Regions from separate parts of the Mus musculus genome. Here regions 1 and 3 are each linked to region 2. Evidence: chromatin contacts called from public promoter capture Hi-C data. All regions are on one chromosome and are shown on one strand. The core of a region is the stretch at or near the end of the contact, and the rest is flanking DNA. Distances in the headings are between cores, read along the strand shown.

Region 1 (3,205 bases), core at 380-2,879, 2.5 Mb after region 2:
AAACTAACACATTATTTCTTAAAACAAAGATGATGGGGGCAGAGCAATGGCTCAGCAGTTACCAGCATTAGGGCTTGGATTCCATTCCCACGAGGTAGCTCTCATGGTTATCAGGAAGGCACACAGACATGCACACAGACATACACACAGGCAAGACACTCATACACATAAAATAAAAATAATTTTTAAAAAGAGATGCTGAAACTAATAGAATTATTAAATACAAGTCTGCCAGCTCCCTTGTCCAAATTTATTTATAATCACTTGATAACAGTGTAGTATGGTAAACTACTTCATGAAAAGAGATACTTTCACCATTGATTAATAAATGAATAACGTTAAATAAATATCAGGTGAAAGTAATGCAGGATTAATCATTTACTCCTCACATAGTTTATTTTAGTATCTTCTGCAAAGGGAGATGGAGCTGGGCGTGTAACATCTGTGGCAGATGACCAACCCCCATCAGGGAAAAAAAAAAAAAAAAAAAAGAGAGGCTCGGCCCAGAATCCCAGAAGACCCGGCTGTAATCCCAAAATCTGGGAGGTTGAGAATGGATTGTAGCTTTGAGTTTCAGGCCAGCTTGGTCTACAAGCACAGCAAAACTCTTGTCTCAAAAAGGAGAGTTGGGGGACTAGAGGGATGGCTTGGCAGCTAAGATCGTGTACTAGTTTTACAAAGGATCCGGGTTCAGTTCTTAGAACCCCTGTAACTGTGACTCCAGGTAACTCCAGATCCAGGAGAATCTGACACCTCTGGCTGAGGGCATGTGCACTCTACTGCCCATACCCAAATACCGACCCCCACATACAAGTAGTTCTTAACAATGGAGGTGGGAACAAGGGGGCAGAGCTGCTGGAAGGTGCGGAGAGGAGGAGGAGGAGAACAGTTGTCACTGTTTTTTTTTTTTTTCTTGTGCAAAATAATAATGATAAATTAACAATTCTCTCTGTCCTTCCAGCTTCTGGAGTATATAAAGCCATTACTGACAAAGAAAAATCAAACGAAATACGAAAAAACAATATTAGTGTAGACTTCACAATATAGTTCCCAGTGATACTACATGACAATAATCGAATGAATCCAATTTTTCTAATATGTAAAGTTAGGGTACTGGTTTCACGAGAACGATACTGTCTTAAGAGTGTGACTCTGAGTGAATCCGACTCAGAAGGCTGCATGTCAACCAGGTCGGACACTATCCGGGCAGAGAGAACTTTCAGCGTCGCAGGGACCGCGCGCTGGAGCTCGCCCGGGCTGCGGCCGTCCCCCGAGCATCCCTCCCCACACACCCGAGACATTTTTACTCTTTGGCAAACAGCTGCCGGAGGCGGTCCCATCCGGATTCCAGGGAACCGGGGTCTGAGACACCTGAACGCTGCTCCCGATCCTCCACAAAGCCTGGGGAATCCGCAGCCACCGCACCGGCAGCAAAGACTCGGGGGAAAGGACCCCAGGCTCCGCAAAGGCGGCTGCGGGGAGCGGGCGGCGGCGCGCCCATGGCGCCCTCCTACCCGCAGAGAGACAGACACCCCAGGGTCGGCGGGCACCGTGGGAGAGGGTGACCTGTACAGCCCACTAGCGGCACGTTGGGGGACACTGAACCTCACATCCGGTCCCCAGCCGGCTCACTTCCGGAAGCTCTCGGAAAGGAGACCGGAAGCCCCGCCCCTAGTCGCGCAAAGGCGGGGTGAGGGCGGGGCTCGGGACGTAGAAACTGGAACTGAGAGCTCTTTCGGTAGCGCAGGGTTAGGGATCAGTCGAGCCCCGGAAGTGAGTTGGCGGCCGTTTCGTTTCATCTCAGTGATGTCCTTTGGCGTTTGCGCCCCGTAACTCTGGTCTTCTGGACCTGCTCAGCTTGAAGTGCTCAGGGGCTTAAGTGAGATGGCTCATGTAAGATGCAGAAGGCCACGCAGAAGGGGACAGTACTTTAATCACTGCAAGCGCAGTGGGGAAAGAGGTAGGCGATGCGCTTCTAGGCCACGCCCTGGCGGGCCGGAGGAGCTTCCTGGGCGGAGCAGAGTCTAACCTTAGGGCGCACCCGAAAAGGTCCAAGATTTAAAAACTATTTTTGAAATATCAGCTGTGGGCATTTTTTTCCCCATAACGTGGGCTCCACTACAAGTATCCGTATGCTTACTGCTCCGAGAAGGCAAAAGATCTAGAATTATCATTTAATAACTGAAACTATTATTTCCTGTTTCTTTCAACACAAGACAAAACCAAAAAACTTGTTTACCAAGGTAAAAATATTCCCAATCATTTTGTGTAATTTAGTTATTGGTCGTTACCACAAATCTCATAGTCTTTGCAAACCCTTTCACCTACTATTTTTCTTTTCTAGTTAAAGTACCACAATGAATATACAGCTTGGTGGTGCTCTACAGTCACTTCCACGGAGTACCTAAATAAGTGATTGATTACAAACTTTCATGAGGATATAGTAATAGGATTTGGGAGTTGACTGTGGGACATCTCTACAGATGAGGTTCAGGAAAGTGCCGTGAATGAAGCCCCCATTAGCATTTACTGCAGTGGTATAATTGCCTATTTGCTGATCTCTATCAAGAGGACTGAAGCTGTGCTTTCATCTCTGGATTTGGACTTAGGAATCACCAATCAGTCTATACCATGAAGTAGATGTTAAGTAATTATCTTCTTTGGAGGGAAGGAGGGTCCAAGATAGGGTTTCTCTTGTGTAGCCCTGGCTGTCACATAATTAGCTCTGAAGACCAGGCAGGCCTCCATCTCAGTGATCCACTTGCCTGAAGTAATTAAATGTTGAGTGAATTATTCAGACCCCAATTCCTAGCTCTAGCTTGATGCCTGCTTGGTCTATTTTTCAGAGGTGGTCACTGGGATTAGGGTCCCAGGGCCTGAAAGCCCAACAAAATGAATGTGTTGACTGTCTAGCTTAGCTGTGAGAAGAGCTGAGTGCATTTCTTTGACACATTTGAGGTCCCGGAAATGATCCTTTGCACTTGAACTTTCTAGAATCAGGGTCGACATGAATGAGGACAGGGCAAAGATTGGGCAAACACTAACAAAATCATTTACCTATGGGGATTGGAGAGATGGCTCAGTGGTTAAGAGCACTGGCTGCTCTTCTGAGAGATCTTGAGTTCAATTCCCAGCAACTATATGGTGGCTCACAACCATCTGTAATGGAATCTGATCTTCCCTTCTGATGTGCATGAAGACAGGG
Region 2 (3,546 bases), core at 31-2,530:
GAGCTACTCACAAGAAGAAGTGGGGAAATGAAGAGTAAAAAAATAAAATAATGACTGCCCTGAGAACATGGGCCCCCGCCCCCGGCCAGATGGCCTAATTCCCTGGAACTCTTGGGAAAAACAACCACAAAATGTTTCAATGTCCCAGGTGCCTTGAAGTAAATATCCGCCCCTAGACTTCCCCTGTTTCCTCTCCCATCCTCCCCCTAGGTTCTGGTTTTTACCTTTATAAACCTGCTGGAAAATAGGGTTGGGGTCAGACTCCTCTACCCCTGCGTGGTGTATGGGTCTCGACCTCAGCATGCTGGTTTGTGTGCCATTAAAAACCTCGTGTGTTTGCAGCAAGCGTGACTGTGGCTTTCTGGGCTCGCGATCCCTGAGACTTGAGTGAGGGTCTCCCTTCGGGGGTTCTACAGATTCATGTCCGGTGCTCCTCAGTATTCCTTTTAAACTGACTTGTTAAACCGTGTCCTGTGGTTGTGATTTTCCTGTGACCTCTACTTGCTGTCTTAAAGTGTTCCTTTGAAGCCACCGCTCTACTCCCCAGAAAGAAAAAAAAATTCTATCATGTAACGGTTAAGTCATTTCCCTAAATATTTTGTTTTAGCGTGCCTTCTCATAGCAACGCAAATATTTTCGCTGGAAATTGCCGTTTTTGAGATAGGGGTCTTTCTACGTAGTAATGCTGGTCTAGAATTCGCCATTCTCCTGCCTCAGACTTCCTAGAGCTGAAAATACAGGCGTGCGTTACCGTCATGCTAGGCTCAAAAAGCGATTTAATGTTATATGATACTAATAAATTACCGGGTAAGATGGGTGAGAACTGAAGAGAATACCCAGAAAGTTCCTGCAAACGGGTTGCATGTGAATTCTTTGAACGTGAGACACTGACGTATTTTGTAATACTCCCTCAGCCTCCAACCATGCCATCATTCATCCAATAAGCATGCTCGGCTGTGAGGTACCTACCATGTGAGAGGGAAGCTATATTGATGTGAGGGGGAATCCGTCCATTCTGGAAGAGCTTAGTAAGGACAAGTTTGTTTCCATAACTTCTATATGTCTGCGCTTTTACTGACTGCCAACCTGGTCCGCAGAGACCCACGCCCTGGCCGCCGCCTTTTCCCTGGCCGCCGCTAGCCTAGGGCGTCCACGCTCGGAGACTCCGCTTCCCGGCAGCCCCTGCGGCAGGCGGCGGAGAAGCGCACGCAGGCGCGCCGGCCGGCCCCCGCACGCAGGCGCAGTGCGCACGCCGGCTGAGCTGGGTCTCGCGGCTCTGTGAGCGGCAGCGGAGAGCGAGGCCTGGTGAGCGCCGCCGTGGTGCGCGCCGGCTGGTCAAGGTTGTGCGCAGAAGAGGCGCAGCGGGCGGGCCAAGAGCGAGCGTCTCCCTCTTCGTAGTGGCACCGGGACCGGTCGCCTGGAGCCGGTGAGTGGGGGCACCTCGCGGCCCCTCCCCCTCGGCGGGCGGCTCTGGGTCCCCCTCCGCGGACCCGAGGGAGGCCCCGGGGCGAAGGCGGACGCGGGCGGAAGCCGGAGCTGGCTCGGGCGCGCCGGGGACCGGACCCTCGCGTCGCTCCGGTGCGTCACGGGCCCGGCGGTCCTAACGGCCGCGCGGCGGCGGAGCGGGGTGGGGGTGGGGAACGCTGGTGCTCGCCGTGAGGAACGCCGGTCGGGGCGGGGCGGCGCGGCGCGGCGCGGCGGTGGAAGCGGCGTCGGGGACTGCGGGGCGCCGGGCGGCGGCGCGGAGTCTGCGCGCCGCGCTAGCTTGAGGGCGGGGGCGGGCGGCGCGGAGTGCGGTGGCTGAGGCCGAGGCGTGCGGGGCCGATCGGGGAGTTGGCAGGTTACCACCGGGGCCGGTGTTTGGAGGGAGGTGGGGGTGGAGACGGGAGGCTTGCAGTTTACAGATGTCATAACTACGCGGGCCTGGAGCTGCTGACGGGGGTGTGGTAATTATAGCAATGACAAGTTGGTCGGCTGTGTGAGCCGGCGATGCGAGGGAAACCGCCAAGCCTTAGCTGAGGCTCGCATTGGGAGCAGAAAACTGGAGGGTGACTGGGATCAGGGACATCGGCAAGAAAGAATGTGTGGGTTGAATGCAGCTGCTTCCAAACCACTTTTCAATGAAAAGTTTCACATGAATTGATTTTAAGGCTTAAACTTCGGCTTGGTAAATTACTATAGGAATCAGCCACCGAGAAATGCTTTTGAGATATTAAACACTATTGTCTGGCCTTTTCCCTCTTAAAAGAGTTCCGTCAAACACCTCCTTCCTCCTCCTCCTCCTCCTCCTCTTTTTTTTGTGTTTTTGTTTTTGTTTTTTTTCGAGACAGGGTTTCTCTGTGTAGCCCTGGCTGTCCTGGAACTCACTCTGTAGACCAGGCTGTCCTGGAACTCACTCTGTAGACCAGGCTGTCTTGGAACTCAGAAATTCACCTGCCTCTGCCTCCCAAGTGCTGGGATTAAAGGCGTGCGCCACCACTGCCCAGCCTGTTTTTTTTTGAGGTTGGGTTTTGTTTGGTAGGCTGGCTTTGAGCTTCTTATCCTGCCCTGGCCTTCGGGGTGGCAGGATTTCAGAGTCACACAGAAACTACACAGTCAGTTCAAAATTTCCATCAGTCTAGATATCAAAGTAGGTACTAACTAGTCCCAACCTTCTTGCCTGTAGGTTGCCTTTTCTTTGTTTTTGAGACAAGTCTCACTATTTAGTCATGGCTGGCCTAGCATTACATTGGTTGTCTTGAACTCAAAACACTCCTGCCTCAGCCTCTCAAGTGTTTGGGGTTACAGCATGCCTGCACGTGCGGGTGTTAGTATAAATTTGTATTCATGATGTGTACAACATTTACTTATTTATATACTTACTTTTAGATAGGGTCTCATTACATAGCTCTGGAATTCTTACATAGACCAGGCTGCCACTGAACTCAGAGATCCACCTGCCTCTGCTCTTGGAATTCTGAAATTAAAGACGTGTGTTGTCACACCTGACCTCCTTTCTCCATTTTAAAGGCTGAAAGGTCTAAATTTTGAAAGGAACTTGAGAATGGTTTAGCTTTTTAGTTTTGCTGAAATAACTTATTCTTGGCGGATTATCGTTTATGTGATATACAATTTTAAGATGGAGGCCTGAGAAGAAGTAAAGAAATAAAAGCAAATTTACAGCAACTTTGAAGCAGATATTAGCTTTTCCTAGCATAAATGAAAGCACGGAAGAACACAGTATTAGTTTTAAAAATAGCTTGTTTTGGGCTGGTGAGATGGGTCAGTGGGTAAGAGCACTGACTGCTCTTCCAAAGGCCTTGAGTTCAAATCTCAGCAACCACATGGTGGTTCACAACCACCTGTAATGAGGTCTGACACCGGTGCCTTTCTGGTGCGTCTGAAGTCAGCTACAGTGTACTTATGTATAGTAACAAATATTTTTAAAAAAAAGAATAGCTTGTTTCTTATAAATATTTTATTTCCTTTTTAAGTGTGTGAATGTTTGTAAGTGCATCATGATGGTGCCTGGTGCTTGCAGAGGCCATATGAGGGTGTTAGAGTCTC
Region 3 (3,247 bases), core at 241-2,740, 2.6 Mb after region 2:
CATTTTTCTTTAAAGCTTAGTAAAAACCATCGTGGGTTTTTTAATGATCCACCCATCTGAAGATGCACATGTAGACTGACTCAATTTCCTTGCTGTTGTGAATGAAACGGTAGTAAACATGGATGTGCAACTATCTTTGGGTGCATATGGTCAGGACTGGTACAGCCAGGTCCTGTCATTGTGATTTTTGTTTGTTTTCATTTTCAAACACCTCCATCATGAAGGCCACAGTGGTTACACCTTTCTATACTGACACCAACTGTGAGTAAGGATCCTTCTCCTCTCCATCCTAGCCAACATTTTGATTTATTTATATCTATTTATCTTTTTTCTTGATGATAGCAAATCTGACTGAGGTGAGATGGCATCTCAATGTAGTTATAATTTGCATCCCCCTGGCCTCCACCGGCACACCAGGCTTATTCTTCTTTATTTTACCTTTTTCTACTTTAAAGATTTATTTATTTTATATATGTGAGTGCACTGTAGCTGTCTTCAGACACACCAGATGAGGGCATCAAGTCCCATTACAGATGGTTGTGAGCCACCATGTGATTTCTGGGAATTGAACTCAGGACCATTCAGTGCTCTTTAACTGCTGAGCCAACTCTCCAGCCCTATCAGGCTTGCTTCATTTTGATATCAAACTACTGACAGTTCTGGGCAACATTGGGCTGCCTATCTTTTTTTTGGGGGGGGGGGTAGGGTGAAGGCTAGGGATTGAACTCAGCATGGTAAAGTAAGCTGTACAATTGAGACTCCATATCTTTTTATTTACCACGTACTGTCCTCGGAAAACAGCTTACTCATCTTTGGAGCTTCAGACCCTTTACAGTATTGGCACTAGTGCCATCCCTGGACCTCAGATGTAGTTTTGTTTCGTTTTTTTTTTTTTTTTTGACACAAGGTTTCTCTGTGTAGCCCTGGCTGTCCTGGAACTCACTCTGTAGACCATGCTGGCCTCGAACTCAGAAATCCACCTGCCTCTGCCTCCCAAGTGCTGGGATTAAAGGCGTGCGCCACCACTGCTCTGCTCAGATATACTTCTAACTGTGAATTTATTGTTCTTAACAGCATTACTGAAGCTTGTTGCTGCGTTCTCTTATTTATTAGACTTAACTTTTCTAGAACTCATTCTTTATTTCTATTATCTACCTAGTTCATTATTTAATATTCAGTCCCTGCAAGGGGCAGGCGTCCGACGTGCTTGTCACAGTCGTTTGCATATGAAAGACGTGATCTTAGGTGGCATCTCCGAATTTCCCTTCTCTTCTCCAAGCATTTCTCTAGACACTAGCTGACTGGAGCCAGGGAAAATTTGGGGAAAAAAACAACCAAAAACCAAACTAACCAACAAACAGAAAAACTCCGCCGGGCACGTATGGGCCGGAAAGCCCGGGCGCCGGAGAGTCCCACTGCGCAGGTGCGCCGGGAGGAGGGCGAGCCAGCTCTGCTGGCCGCAAGCCTGTTTCCGGGGGCCAGCGCGACGCAGAGCTGACGTCATCGCTGTGCGCTGCCACGTCTCCTCAGCTCCCGGGCGATGGAGGCTGAGGATGATGAGTCTTGGTGATGGGGTCGGACTGTGCTTCTGACTTTAGCTCTGGCTCTGGCACGGACTCCCGGTCTGGGTCTGGTAACCTAGCGACCCGAGAGCTTTCTTCGACTGTCCAGTGGGATCCTGCCTGCGTCCCGGCAGCTGTTTTTGGAGCGCTTTAGAGGAGGGAGTGAGTTTGGGTGCCCGGGGTCGCGGCTGTGAAGCCGCCGCCTCCTCCCAGGGATCCCTCTCCGTGGCCAGCCTGTCCCATGCGTGAGTTTTACTTAACCTGCTTTGTCATCTCGCCGGCCCTGGCGTGCTTCGGCTCTTTCGGCCGCCGGCCTGAGACCACTAGGTGATTCCGTCTTGGAGGTTTAGTCCAGTCAAGTTTGTGGTTTCTCGCCTTCCACCTCGAACAATCTTACGCTGATGCGCCCCAGCCTTTTGCCCTCACCGTACTTTCTCTTTAATTGAGCAGGGATCAGCTTTCTTTGCCTTTAACAGTTTGGAGTCTTTGTCCCACCTGGCGTTTGTTAGCCTACAGTGGACTAGGGAACCTCGGATCCCTCTACAGTAGTAATGTTAAGCAAAAAAAAAAATTTTTTTTTTCAGAGTATTTTTAGTCGTATTTAGGAAATACGTGGTATATGTTGGCAGAACCATGTTTGCCGAAATTGAGGAAAACATAATGTCGTCGTCCGCCCACCTCCCCCCTGAAGATCTCTTTAGCCCTTTAATTTTGCACGTTCATTTAATTTCTTAGCGGTTTTACAGAAGCTTTTCTGAAACGGGCAACCATTTGAGTGAAATGAAGAAACAAACTCTGGTTAAATGACTTGGTCAAGGTCAGAAACCTGCGGCAAATCTTAGTCAGATTCCTTGATAACAACCTCATATTTTGGACAGAGATATTTCCTGTATTTCAAGTGATTTTAATGTGAAATTGCAAATTAGAATCGAGTAAGTTGTGGTGTTTCTTGTAGAATGCCACCTTGTAGATTGTAGTCTTGTTTTATTTAAGAAAAAGTCAGCAAGACAAGACACCAGCCGGGAGTTGCCTTAATGCTGAATACAGCTGAGCTCAGAATTTAAACCTCTGACCTTACCCCAGATCCAAGCAGTATATAGGGACAGGAACATTTATTTGAAAATTCAATCTGGATTTTATAAGATCTGCTCACTGAGTTTTAACATTTGCTTGTTATACTGACTTCTAGAAAAAGTTACAATCTTTCTTTCTTTTTTAATATTATTCAGATTTGAAATAAGTTGACAGTCATCAGCCTGGGTGGCAACTTCAGGTGGCACTGGAAATTACCTGGTTCCTGGACATGCCCAGTAGAAGGCGGGGTCCCAGTCGGCAGCAGCTAAGCCGGTCAGCTTTACCTTCCATACAGACGTTGGTCGGCGGCGGCTGTGGCAATGGGACGGGCTTGAGGAACAGGTAAAGAACATATAATTCTATGCTTAACACTTGGCATGATTTGTAATAGCCTGTTATCAGTGAGACTAATACAAAATAATTCTATTCAAATGTTTGCTTATCAAACTTATCACTGAAGTAGGAATTCTGCCTTTGAAGACTGAAAACTTAGTGTTTCACTTTTCAGAGTTCTTTGCAGGTAGAATGATGTTACGCAGGGACCACAAAGTAGAAGTGTCCATTTCTCTTTTCTTTTCCTTCCTTTTCCTTTCCTTTTCTTTTTTTTAACA

The links. Capture Hi-C pulls out chosen DNA fragments and counts their contacts.
Region 1: a promoter capture Hi-C map of liver shows a contact between it and region 2, with 2.4 times the contacts expected there. The contact joins the promoter of Timmdc1 here to the promoter of Kpna1 in region 2. A contact is called at or near these places in 1 of 39 promoter capture datasets (hippocampal neurons) and 2 of 9 other capture datasets (adipose tissue and liver).
Region 3: a contact with region 2 is called in a promoter capture Hi-C map of liver, with 2.0 times the contacts expected there. The contact joins the promoter of Tmem39a here to the promoter of Kpna1 in region 2. A contact is called at or near these places in 2 of 39 promoter capture datasets (cranial neural crest and liver) and 2 of 9 other capture datasets (adipose tissue and liver).

Annotation. Positions count from the first base shown.
Region 1 is chr16:38,521,034-38,524,238 of GRCm38.p6, forward strand. Timmdc1 (translocase of inner mitochondrial membrane domain containing 1) reads right to left here and starts at 1,630. Exons shown (of 7, transcript NM_024273.2): 1 at 1,308-1,630. The coding sequence starts at 1,501.
Region 2 is chr16:35,982,083-35,985,628 of GRCm38.p6, forward strand. It overlaps Kpna1 (karyopherin (importin) alpha 1), which reads left to right and starts at 1,281. Exons shown (of 14, transcript NM_008465.5): 1 at 1,281-1,426. Gm15564 (a long non-coding RNA gene) reads right to left here and starts at 1,247. Exons shown (of 2, transcript XR_001781900.2): 1 at 970-1,247.
Region 3 is chr16:38,561,324-38,564,570 of GRCm38.p6, forward strand. Tmem39a (transmembrane protein 39a) reads left to right here and starts at 1,491. Exons shown (of 9, transcript NM_026407.3): 1 at 1,491-1,807; 2 at 2,792-2,978. The coding sequence starts at 2,866.